Linked DNA regions of Pan troglodytes: region 2 is linked to region 1. The links are chromatin contacts, called in public Hi-C maps. All regions are on one chromosome and are shown on one strand. The core of a region is the stretch at or near the end of the contact, and the rest is flanking DNA. Distances in the headings are between cores, read along the strand shown. Region 1 holds the start of TMED7 (transmembrane p24 trafficking protein 7). Region 2 holds the start of LVRN (laeverin).

The links. Hi-C and Micro-C count contacts between places; a contact is called where the count stands out from the background.
Region 2: a contact with region 1 is called in a Hi-C map of induced pluripotent stem cells, with 2.1 times the contacts expected there. The contact joins the promoter of LVRN here to the promoter of TMED7 in region 1. A contact is called at or near these places in 2 of 7 Hi-C or Micro-C datasets (both in induced pluripotent stem cells) and 1 of 1 datasets of contacts at active chromatin or transcription factors (stem cell-derived excitatory neurons).

What each region holds. Positions count from the first base shown.
Region 1 is chr4:113,333,931-113,339,911 of NHGRI_mPanTro3-v2.0_pri, forward strand. It overlaps TMED7 (transmembrane p24 trafficking protein 7), which reads right to left and starts at 3,753. Exons shown (of 3, transcript NM_001204309.2): 1 at 3,251-3,753. The coding sequence starts at 3,442.
Region 2 is chr4:113,668,402-113,674,382 of NHGRI_mPanTro3-v2.0_pri, forward strand. It overlaps LVRN (laeverin), which reads left to right and starts at 3,229. Exons shown (of 20, transcript XM_001149181.8): 1 at 3,229-4,066. The coding sequence starts at 3,372.

The DNA of each region.
Region 1 (5,981 bases), core at 2,503-5,002:
ACACAAATCTCTCAATCTTTTTGCCTCTCTCAAATTCATCGCATTCCGAAACCACAATCCAGACAGGACTATTGCCACAACTTCCTAAAAGGTCTTCCCACTACCCAATATCTTCTCCCTCGAACTCAGGGTTTCTCAACCTCGGCATTATTCCCATTTTGAGCTGAATAATTCTGTGTTGTAGGAGGCTGTATGGTCCTGTGCACTGTGACACGTTAAGCAGCAGACCTGGTCTCTAACTACTAGATGCAGGTAGCTGCCCTTCTCCTAAAATGATGCCGAATGTCTCCTGGGAAGAAGGGGTGCCAATCTCCCCATCTTTCCTCATTCCCCATTGAGCAATCACTTAAAAACTTTTTGATACTTACCTGTGGCCTGCAGAAAAATCTAAACCTCTTAACAATGGTATACTATTCACATGTTCTTCCTCCCAGGTAGCTTCAGAACCTCTTTTATTCACACCCTTACTCGTTCTATGTTCCTAAAATACCAGACTACCAGAAATTCTCTGAACAAGTCTTTGCTTTACATCTGCACTGACAGTGCAGTTCAACAGGGTTTGCTAAAGAAGAATCACAGGGATCAAAATGACAGTGTTTGCAAATCTACAGTTTATTACTGTAGGTTATAATGTTATAAATCTACAGTTTATAACATTATATGACTATATATGTCTATGTAAGCTCTCTGAGGTCAGAGTCAGTCTCTGGGAGGTAGTATAATAAAGTGGCTAAGAATTTAACTTGGGACTGAAAAGAGTCCCAAAAGGAAAAGAATATAAAACATCACAGCCAAAGGCTGTCTCACAGCAAGAGATCTGAAAAGGTCAGGTGAGGGCTCCTTTGGCTTCCCTTTGTTAGGTCTGTGGCCAGACATATACTCTCTCAGATCTGGAACCACCCAAGTGTGCAAAGAAAACACCCTGGAACCAAGGAACCCAAAATGGAGTCTTGATTGCATTTTTAAATATTTTGCTGGTCACATAGGCATATTCCTCCTATGCAGCTAGTCTCAACAACAGAGCTCTGGGTTGGGGGTGTGGTCTCATCAAGACCAGGAGCAAATCATCAATCTCATTGTTACCAATAAATAATGTTGACAAACTGGTACAAACTGCCCCCAAAGCCCTTGGACTCACAGTCACAAAGCTATTATAATAGCTTTATATTAAAGCTAATAATAATAGTTTTGTGACTATTAATACATATAACTATAGTCACAAAACTATTATTATTCAGTGTATTTTCAATGCCATGCACAAATGTTAGCAATATAGCTCAGGCTAATTTCAGGCCTGCTGTAACTGTCATGAACATATCTGCCTAGGGCCCCTTCTTCTCTCCTCTGCCGCCTTGTAGAGCAACGGCTACTTATCTTGCAGACTCACCTCTAACATCAGCTCCTCAGCTAAATGTCCCCTGATGATCCTTCTGTCTCCTGCCAGCACTATACCTAGTGTGTACCTTTATTGTTGCATTTAACATTTTATGACTATATATGTCTGTGTAAGCTCTCTGAGGTCAAAGTCAGTCTCTGGGAGGTAGTATAATAAAGTGGTTAAGAATTTAACTTGGGACTGCGTTACTGATTTAGCTACTTCTAAGTTTTATGCCCTTGGATCTTAGCCTATCTAAACCTCAGTTTCATCAGTAAAAAAGGAGTAAGAGCTATAACAATTTCATATCGGGCTTTCCTGAGAACATACCTGAAATGCTTAACATACTGTCTACACATAACAGATGCTAATTTGTTAGCCATTGTATCCTTAGCACTAATCACTGAGTCTGCATACACAAAAATCCAGGAAATGTTTATTAAATTCAAACAAAGAAAATGTCGGCTTATACTTTTTATCACAATTCCTGCTATCTTCTTTTCTGTCCCCTGGTGCTAATCCATGAAGGTAAGTAAGCCTAAGGGTCATCCTTGGCTTCCCCTCCCTGACCCACTATAGCCAAATCATCACCAAGTCCTGTTGATTCTACCTACTACCTTCTCTCCAATCCTTTCACTTTTCATTTACCCCACTGCTATCACTCTACTCTAAGCCACTATCATTTCTTGTCTAGACCACCACAATAACCTCCTAATCAGCCTTCCACATCCAGTCTGCAACATCTTACCACCACTTCTCTACCTGCACAAGTTATTATTAATGCAGCTACCAAGAATATTCTCGTCATATCACTGAACTGCTTATAACCCTCTGATGGCTTCCTACACTTTCAGGAAAAACAAATCCTTAACATGGTCAGCAAGACACTATCTGGCCTGCCCCTGCTGACCCCCTTGCTCTGGCTCCTTATTCCCAACCATATTGGACCTCTCTCTATGGCCCTGAAATTCTCAGTGTTCACTACTACCACAGGCTATTCCCCCTCCTCCCTTACCAAGGTGTATATAGCTCATCCTTTAAAGTTCAGCTTGAAATAATTTTCCAAAGGAAGCCTTCCGTCATGGATCCTACTTACTGCTCTTAAGGCACAGTTCTGATGAATGAGCAGATACCAGTTAAGAAAAGCAGGGTGAGAGGGGAATCATGAATGATGGCAGTGACCCTATCTGTTTCGACCACTTCTGTACCACTGGCACCTAGTATTCAATAACTACTCAAATGTTAAATGCGCCTACCAACCAAAATTGAAGCTCAGTAAAGACTGTTCTAACCAACCGAATAAACCACATTCTGTTAAAGTTTCTTTTTTATATAATCCCAAATATCAGAAGGGGCCTCTCATTTATCACAGCAATTCTTTCTACAACTCCCTTGGCAAATGGCCGTTCAACCTGTAATGGAGCTCTTCCAATGACAGGGACCGCATTAACCAACAGTCCTAATATTGGTAAAACTGAAAAGCAATGAAGTTAGACATTGGCAGCACTCCAAATCCAATTAAATTGGAGGTGTGGATTAGAGAGTAGAAGGTTGACACTGGGTACTACAGAGTATAAATGATTTTCTTTAAGGGAATCTTTTAAGGAAGAAAGCTCAATAGGCCTTAAAAATGAGAATGGAAAGAAATGCTAAAGGGAGCATTTCTGGAATTCATATATTTTAACTCCCGGTCTTAACATCTCTCACCCAACGTTTATTAGAGGAAAGTCAAATGCTGGGCATCAGCTACCTAGAAGCGATTTTTGAATTAGCCTAAGAACGGGGAAACACGGACAGGAAAGTGCCATCCCTCAAGTTACACCCCCAATCCTGGAGCCACGAGTTGGGGCCCAGGGACTGCTAGGCCCCTGATACCTGGAACTCCAGGGTGCACTTGGTGCCCTGAGCGATGTCCTCGTAGAAGCACTGCTTGGCGTTGTCAGGAAGCTCGAAGGTGATCTCAGAGGCGCCGCCGGGTCCAGGCACCAGTAGCAACAGTGCGAGCAGCCTGCACCCCCAACGGCCCGCGACGGCCGCCCAGCGCTGCGCGGACCCCGGCCGCGGCATCCCGAGAAGGCGGCGGCGGCCTCAACCGAGCTGCGAGACGCAGGGTCAGGTCTGCGCGGACTCACGGCGCGCGGCACGCCTCAGCGCAGGCCACCCCGCAAAGATACACAGCACAGCAGGTTCACGCCTGTGGGAGATTCGGGATCAGAGCGACCCTCCGGATTCCTTTGAGGGGCGCAGACGGGCGCACCTGGGGAGGTAAAAGAGAAGCGGAAAAGGCCTGAGAGGGTCGGAAGTGGGGATTAGCCTTTGGGGGGGTGAAGGGGCGGAGCCTGAGACACCGGCTCCCGTGACCCGGATGTGTTCTCCTCCGGGGACACGCGTTGGAGTGCGTACGTGGAAGCCCGCGAGGCGTTGGCTCTGCCTCCGTTGCAGCCTGGGACGAGGGGCGGGGCCAGAGTCGTGGGCGGAGAGGGGCGAGACCAGGAAACGGGGCGTGGCGGCCGCCGTGGTTACAGGCGGTTGGCGAGGGTAATTACGCTCCAATCACTGGCTTTTTTTTTTTTTTTTTTTTTTTTTTTTTTTTTTTTTTGAGACAAGAGTCTCGCCCTGTCACCCAGGCTGGAGTGCAGTGGCGCGATCTGCGCTCACTGCAACCTCCGCTGGGAACTTAGCGCTGGGGAGCATCTAGGGAGTGGTAAAGGGCTCATTTTGCCCTAGGGTGCTAATCTTTGGTGGTAGAGCGCTTTGCAATTTGCAGAGTTTTCTCATAAGTAATAATAAATATTTGGGGGAAGCAGCTGGGCAAGGAGCACGAATTCTAAGAGCAGACTGCAGGAGTGCTTAATCCCTGCTTTGCCACGTACTGGCTGTGTGACGTCCGGCCACTTGCTTAAATTCTCTGCCTCAGTCTGTATCTGTAGAATGGAGATAATAACACCTACCATAGAGAATTATTACAAAGTACCAATATTTGGAAAAATTACCTAGAAGTGGTTGGTACATAGCAAGCACTAGATGAACTTTTGTTAAATTAAACGTCACAGTGCAATCAATAAATTACATACCACAAGATAGGCAAAAATTTTAATTGTAACAATAACAGATATTGGTCGACTTATAGAGCCACAAAACCTCTTATACACTGCTAGTGAAAAAGTAAATTGGTTAATCAAGTTGGAAAACAATGTGCCATTATCTAATAAAGTAGAATATATGTATACACACACAGAACACACACACCTATATACAGTGTGTGTGTGTGTGTATATATATATATATGGCCTGGAATATGTAGCCACAGCCTGGAAATTCCATTTTACATATATTTATGGAGTATATGCTTTAGAGCAGTGGTTCTCAAGTGTTGCTCTGAAGACCCCCAGAAGCCTCTTGAAACCCTTTCAGAGGGTATGTAATGATCTGTATGAAGCTGGATTTTCATTATATATTTCAACCAAAACAGCATAACAGATTGAATATCAAAGGAAATGAGCACCCAGCTTCTTCCTTAAATCTAGATATGAAAGATTTACAAAAATAAGGTCACTCTTCTTGCTAAATTTTTATTTGGAAAATATTTTTATTAAAAGATGTGTTATTTATGTAAATGTGTGCAGTGAGTTGAATTGTGTCCCCCTAAAAAATACATGTCCAAGTTTCAACCCCTCCACCCCTGTGAATATGATTTTATTTGGAAATAGGGCTTTTGCAGATGTAATTAAGTTAAGGCCCTCAAGATGAGGTCATCCTGGGACTTAGGGTGGGCCCTAAATCTAAAGACTGTTATCCTTATGGTATGGTTTGGCTGTGTCTCCACCCAAATATCATCTTGAATTGTAGTTCCCATAATCCCCACATGTCACGGAAGAGACCCGGTGAGAGGTAATTGAATCATGGAGGCAAATTTTTCCCATGCTGTTCTGGTGATAGTGAATAAGTCTCATGAGATCTGATGGTTTTATTGTAGTTCCCATAATCCCCATATGTCATGGGAGGGACCTGGTGGGAGGTAACTGAATCATGGGGGCGGGTTCTTCCCATTCATTTATGTTTCCCATAAAGCAGTATTTGTGTTTATAATGCATTATTTGTGTTTATAAACACATAATGCACGTATAATGCATTATTCATGTTTATAAACATTGTTCATGTTTTATAACAGGTAGTTAGCTACATGAGATCTCGTGGTTTTATAAAGGGCAGTTCCCCTGAACATGCTCTCTTGCCTGCTGCCATGTAAGACGTGCTTTTGCTGTGCCTTCACCCTCCACCATGATTGTGAGGCCTCCCCAGCCATGTGGAACTATCAATTTATTTAACTTACTCTTTGTAAATTACCCTGTCTTGGGTATTTCTTCATAGCAGTATGAACATGGACTAATACACCTTATAAGAGGAGGGAAGATTTGAGATGCACAGACACAAAGATACAGGGGCAGGGTGGGGGGAGGGGAATGGCATACTGAAGACAAAGATACAGATTGGAATGATATGTTCACAAGTCAAGGAACACCAAGGATTGCCCATCGCTATGGGAAACTAGGAGAATGGCTTGGAACACCTTCTTCTTCAGAGCTTCCAGAAGGAATCAACCTTG
Region 2 (5,981 bases), core at 1,979-4,478, 330 kb after region 1:
AAGTGATGGAAGCAAGATATCTTAACATATAATTTTTCATTTTGAAGATACTTGCACACACATGTTTATAGCAGCACAATTCACAGTTGCAAAATCATGGAAGCAACCCAAATGCCAATCAATCAACGAGTGGATAAAGAAACTGTGGTGTATATATACAATGGAATACTACTCAGCCATAAAAAGGAATGAACTAACAGCATTTGGAATGACCTGGATGAGATTGGAGGCTATTATTCTAGTGAAGGAACACAGGAATGGAAAACCAAACATCGTACGTTCCCACTGATACGTGGGAGCTAAGCTATGAGGATGCAAAGGCATAAGAACGATATAATGGACTCTGGGAACTTGGGGGGAAGAGTGGGAGGGAGTGAGGCATAAAAGAGTGGAAGGGAGCAAGGGATAAAACAAATATGGTGCAGTGTATACCACTTGGGTGATAGGTGCACCAGGATCTCACAAATCACCACTAAAGAACTACTCATGTAACCAAATACCACCTGTACCCCCAATAATTTATGGAAAAATAATAATTAAAAAGTAAGAAAAATTCATATTGTTTTGATTTTTGAAACTTATATTACCCACTCAAAAAATTAAAATTTCAGAGTAAACAAAAAAGAAAAGAAAAATCAAGTTATGTGGTCTAAGAGATATAATAAAATATTATAGGGTTTCATAATAAGTACCAAGAAATAAAGATGGAAAAATAATAGACATGCCAAAGTATAAACATAAACAACAAAAATAAATAGCAGCACAAGATACAAAGCTGAAGTTCTACCTGGGTAGCATGTAAAAAACAGGGATTATTGCTTTAGTTCAGGATTTCTGAACAGCAGCACTAATGACATTTTTGGCAGGATACTTCTTTGTTGTGGCAGGCTGTCCAGTGCATTGTTAGAGGACAGCTTGCCTCTACCCACTTAATACCAGTAGTACTTCCTTCCTTGAGTTGTGACTACCAAAAATATGTCCAAACATTGTCAAATGAGGTGCTGGTCATGGCAAGGGCACAAAAATTATGCCCAGTTGAGAATCACCGCTTCCATTGCTCTGAATAAGCAGATTTTCTGAGCAGCTCTAGAAAATGTTTTCCTAGCAACTGGTCTATATTCCCGAACTACTTTTTCATTGAGATGTCAAATATTTCATATAATACTTTTCCAGTTCTTTATTATTATAATCTTGACTCAGCCAGTATGTTATTTTGCAATGTCTTTGAAGTGACATTAATGATTTATCAGAAGTATTTTCCCTTTAATAAGATACTTAAATTGCTTAATCATTTGGTGTGACTTTATTACTTTGAAACTTTTTGTGTGGAAGCCAATCTCTATTTCTTTAATCATATTAGAAAAATGGAATTAAATGCTAGTGTCCATATATGTACTTAACTGAAGGGAGGAATACCTTTAATATGTTTGAAATAATCATGTTACTGACTTCCTTTCGTTTTTATCTTTCCTTGAGTGTCTGGAAATCCTTCGAAATCCTTCAAGAAATTGTCCACGGGTTGTTAAGGCCAGTAATTAGTTAATTAGTGCCACAGCTGTCCCAATCCCAATCTGAACATGACCTAAACTGAGATGCCCCTGCTAGCGCAGTAGCTCAAATTCTGGCAGCACAACTTGTGGTAGGTATATGGAAATAGACAGAGCTTCTCCCTCAGCTCTATCTATGATCTTCTGAGAGTGATGCATGTGGTCATAATTATTTTTAAATATAATCCTTAAGTTTCTGAAGAAAGCAAATCCAGAAAAATAAGTCATATGGTCTTAATGTGGACTGGTTCACAGATTATAGCACAACTATCTGCGTGAGCTTAATGTCATATCTCCTTCCACTTTCCTGTCTTATTCCAGAGGGTGATGGTGGTGGTGTTCATGTGATTCACTTCAGTTCAAGGAACAAGAAAGCACGCATTTCCCAGGAGAATCACCGTGGTCTACCCCATCTCTGAAACCAGGCGAAAGGGTTTCCTCATTGGAAGTGAGATACAGTCAAAGCAGTAGTAAAGCGAACACCGTTTTATAGCTGCTATGGAAAAATTTTTATATTTTCACTGTAACACACACACACACACACACACACACACACACACACACACACGCGCGAGTCTCAAGATGGGATAGTTTAAAATCTTCAGCCTGCAGTGGGATCTAACTACCTTCCCTTCCGTCCCCAGTGCCTCCTGATGCTTGCAATCTCATTCCCAATTCACCAGCGTGCGTGAATGCAGACTCCAGATCCAGCGCAGACGCCAAGAATTCGCTCAGGGGCACCAGCTAAATAGCAAACAGATGCCATGTCAAACATGTGAAAGCCTCAGCGACTAGGGTACCGCCGGGAAAACCAGTTCCAGCCCAGGAATTTCTGGGTGGAAACACTGGCCGCCGAATTGTTTTATTCTCTTTGCTTGATTCGAGTCGGTTCTGAAAGCAGGTGTCCCCTCTCCCCCGGCTTCAGGAAGGGAAACCCCGGCCCCAGGCAGTTGCAGAGCTAAGAAAAACCATCCCGCCAGGCCCCTTCCTGTGGTAACGCGGCCCTAACCCTGCTCTGCCCCACAACCCCACTTCACCCGGGAGACGCAGACGCCAGGCTCCCTAGCACTTTGTCGCCTCTTCCTCCAGCCTGGCTTCCTGAGCTCTGGAAAAGTTCCGGGACTCCGGGCGTTGTTTCCATCTTCGCCTTCTCTGCCTGGGCCGCATGCCTCCTGGGCTTATTTAGGAAGCGAAGTTAGCGCCACACGTTTGGCTCCAGAAATTTGTTCTGACGGCGCGGCCGACGCCCTGCAGGGTCATTTCTGAACGCATTCCCAAATATCCTGGTCCTCAAGCCCTTACCACCCCCTAGCACACGAAGCCCCAGCTGGCGGTGGAGCAGGTGTGTTGCTGGTAGCTCATCGCTGGCTTGGAGATAGAGGTGCTAGGTACCTGTCCCCTTTCCGACAACACCTGAAACCGTATCGGGGCACACCCCTCATCCAAATATCCACGTTTAAGGTGTCCGGATTCGTTTGGCTTGACCACCCCCTCCCCGCGCCAACCCTGGAGGCATCTTCCGGGGGGTCTGTCTCTTCGAACCCAAAGGGGTACGCGTCTGGGTGAGCCAGGTCCGCCTCTTCCCTGGCGCTGGCCGGGGGCGGGGGTGGGTAGGCTGGGACCTGTGTCTGATTAGCTGGGAGGGGGAAGCCATGGTCCCAACCGCTGTCTGCTGAGCTCCAGTCCGTCCAGGCTCTTCCAGGAGGAAGAGGCACGATACAAGAGAGGAGGGGCAGGGGTCCCAGCACTGAACACCCTGGCCGGGGTTTTGACAGCTGCCACAGTCTCTGAGCTCCAGCCTCGCGCCTGAACCCGGTCCCTGCCATGGGGCCCCCTTCCAGCTCAGGCTTCTATGTGAGCCGCGCAGTGGCCCTGCTGCTGGCTGGGCTGGTAGCCGCCCTCCTGCTGGCGCTGGCCGTACTCGCCGCCTTGTACGGCCACTGCGAGCGCGTCCCACCGTCGGAGCTGCCTGGACTCAGGGACTCGGAAGCCGAGTCTTCCCCTCCCCTCAGGCAGAAGCCGACGCCGACCCCGAAACCCAGCAGTGCACGCGAGCTAGCGGTGACGAACACCCCGAGCAACTGGCGACCCCCGGGGCCCTGGGACCAGCTACGCCTGCCGCCCTGGCTCGTGCCGCTGCACTACGATCTGGAGCTGTGGCCGCAGCTGAGGCCCGACGAGCTTCCGGCCGGGTCTTTGCCCTTCACTGGCCGCGTGAACATCACGGTGCGCTGCACGGTGGCCACCTCTCGACTGCTGCTGCATAGCCTCTTCCAGGACTGCGAGCGCGCCGAGGTGCGGGGCCCCCTTTCCCCGGGCACTGGGAACGCCACAGTGGGCCGCGTGCCCGTGGACGACGTGTGGTTCGCGCTGGACACGGAATACATGGTGCTGGAGCTCAGTGAGCCCCTGAAACCTGGTAGCAGCTACGAGCTGCAGCTTAGCTTCTCGGGCCTGGTGAATGAAGACCTCAGGGAGGGACTCTTCCTCAACGTCTACACCGACCAGGGCGAGCGCAGGTAAGGGCTGTACAGCCCGGGGCCCCTCTCGGCCCCCGCCCCTGCGTCCCGGTGCAGGCTGCGGGTCCAGCTGACTACCGTGTCCAGGTGCGCGTCTGCTGCCCTTTCCAAAGAATCCCCTCGCGACGTTTTCTTTTTTCTTTTTATTTATTTATTTTATTATACTTTAAGTTCTAGGGTACATGTGCACAACGTGCAGGTTTGTTACATATGTATACGTGTGCCATATTGGTGTGCTGCACCCATTAAGAAATATACCCATTAGGTATATCTCCCAATGCAAACTATCGCAAGGACAAAAAACCAAACACCGCATGTTCTCACCCATAGGTGGGAATTGAACAATGAGAACACTTGGACACAGGAAGGGGAGCATCACACACCGCGACGTTTTCTTTCAAAGCCAGACAGAGTGCGAGCGCCTCCTTTCTCCCTTTTCCTATAACCTTGCTCCGAATAAAGAGACGGCGGAGACCGCGGTCCTTCCTCTGGCCAGTTTTCAACCCTGTATCTGCTCATCCCGTTTGTTTCTATTGCTGCCCCTTTTTAGGTCGCTGGTACCCCTGAAGCTTATCGTTCTCTTCAGAAAGCACCTTTCCTCTCTAGCCGGAAATTTCTTCACCCCATTCAACAAACCGCTTGCCCCTCAAAGGTTGGTCCTTGGACCAGCAGCAGCTGTAACCTGGGCGCTTGTTAGAAATGCAGACGTGTGTTCTTTTTACACTCATTTGAGATAATATCTCCTACACGGAATGTTTCCTGCCCCTGCACAAGAAGAATTGTCTCTTTCCACGCTCTGAGACCACAATACTGTCCTCCGGCGAACTCCAGGGAAATAGCTTAAGTGGGAGATATCAAAATTTATTTTTTTTCCAACCGGCGATCTCTTTGTCCACTCACACACTGGTGGAGCATTTGCGCCGTACACAACTGCATGTACTTTGCCCTTTATTATTAGAGAAAATGTTCTCAGATGTTCTCTGAGGGGAAGAATCCCACTAAATTACACCCTGCACCATCTCCTGCACTACTTTCAAAATTTCAAAGGTTTTTAAATAAGTTTAAAGAGTTGCTCTAGTGGATGTATAATCTGTAAATTTTGTTTTTAAGGGCAGCGTGCTTGGTTTTTCTTTAAAAAATACATCAATGCTTGAAAAAATAGTTTTGAAATTTTCTTATTTAGATGATGTGTTACTCAACATGTGAAGAAATCTTTTGAAATTACTGTGTAGGTCAGGGTGCAAAATATTTCAGAGGAAAAAATAGAAACACTTTACCCACATATCTGACTTTTTTTTTTCTTGCTGTAGGTCAGTAAATCCTCCTCTGTTCACCTACCTCTTCCTTGGTCCTGTTTCAGTGGGGCTGTGGCCCAGTCAAGCTTGCAAAGATGGGAAAGGGAAGTCCCGTTCAATTTTTCTATTGTGTTGCTAACTCTAGTGTTAACTAGAAACCATATTTTCAGAACATTAAAATTCAAGCAAGAAGAAATCTTAATAAAGTTGTACAGATGTTCATACACCAAGGTAGAGCTCCAAAATTGTGATGTTTTGGAAGAGTTGTTACCCTTTGGGTCTCTGCTTCTGAAACCACAAGGAAAAGACACCTAAGGTTAAGCTTGAAGCCAGGGTCATGAAGAACCTGCAACAGAAGGATGGCTTGTGGTATGCCAGACTCTGGGAGCCCAGCAGGCCTGAGTTTGAACCTGAGCTGTGTGAATTGAGCTAGTCTCTTAACCTCTCTGAGTCTGTTTCCTCATTCACGGAATAGATATAATAACTGTCAACTATTAGAGTACTGTGAGAATTAAATGAAAAAGGGAGTACACATTGACACATATAGCCTGGATAGTGGTAACTGCTATCCTTAGGTTGGATTATCATTATGATCAGCTTTCTTGTTATTTAAACGCAGA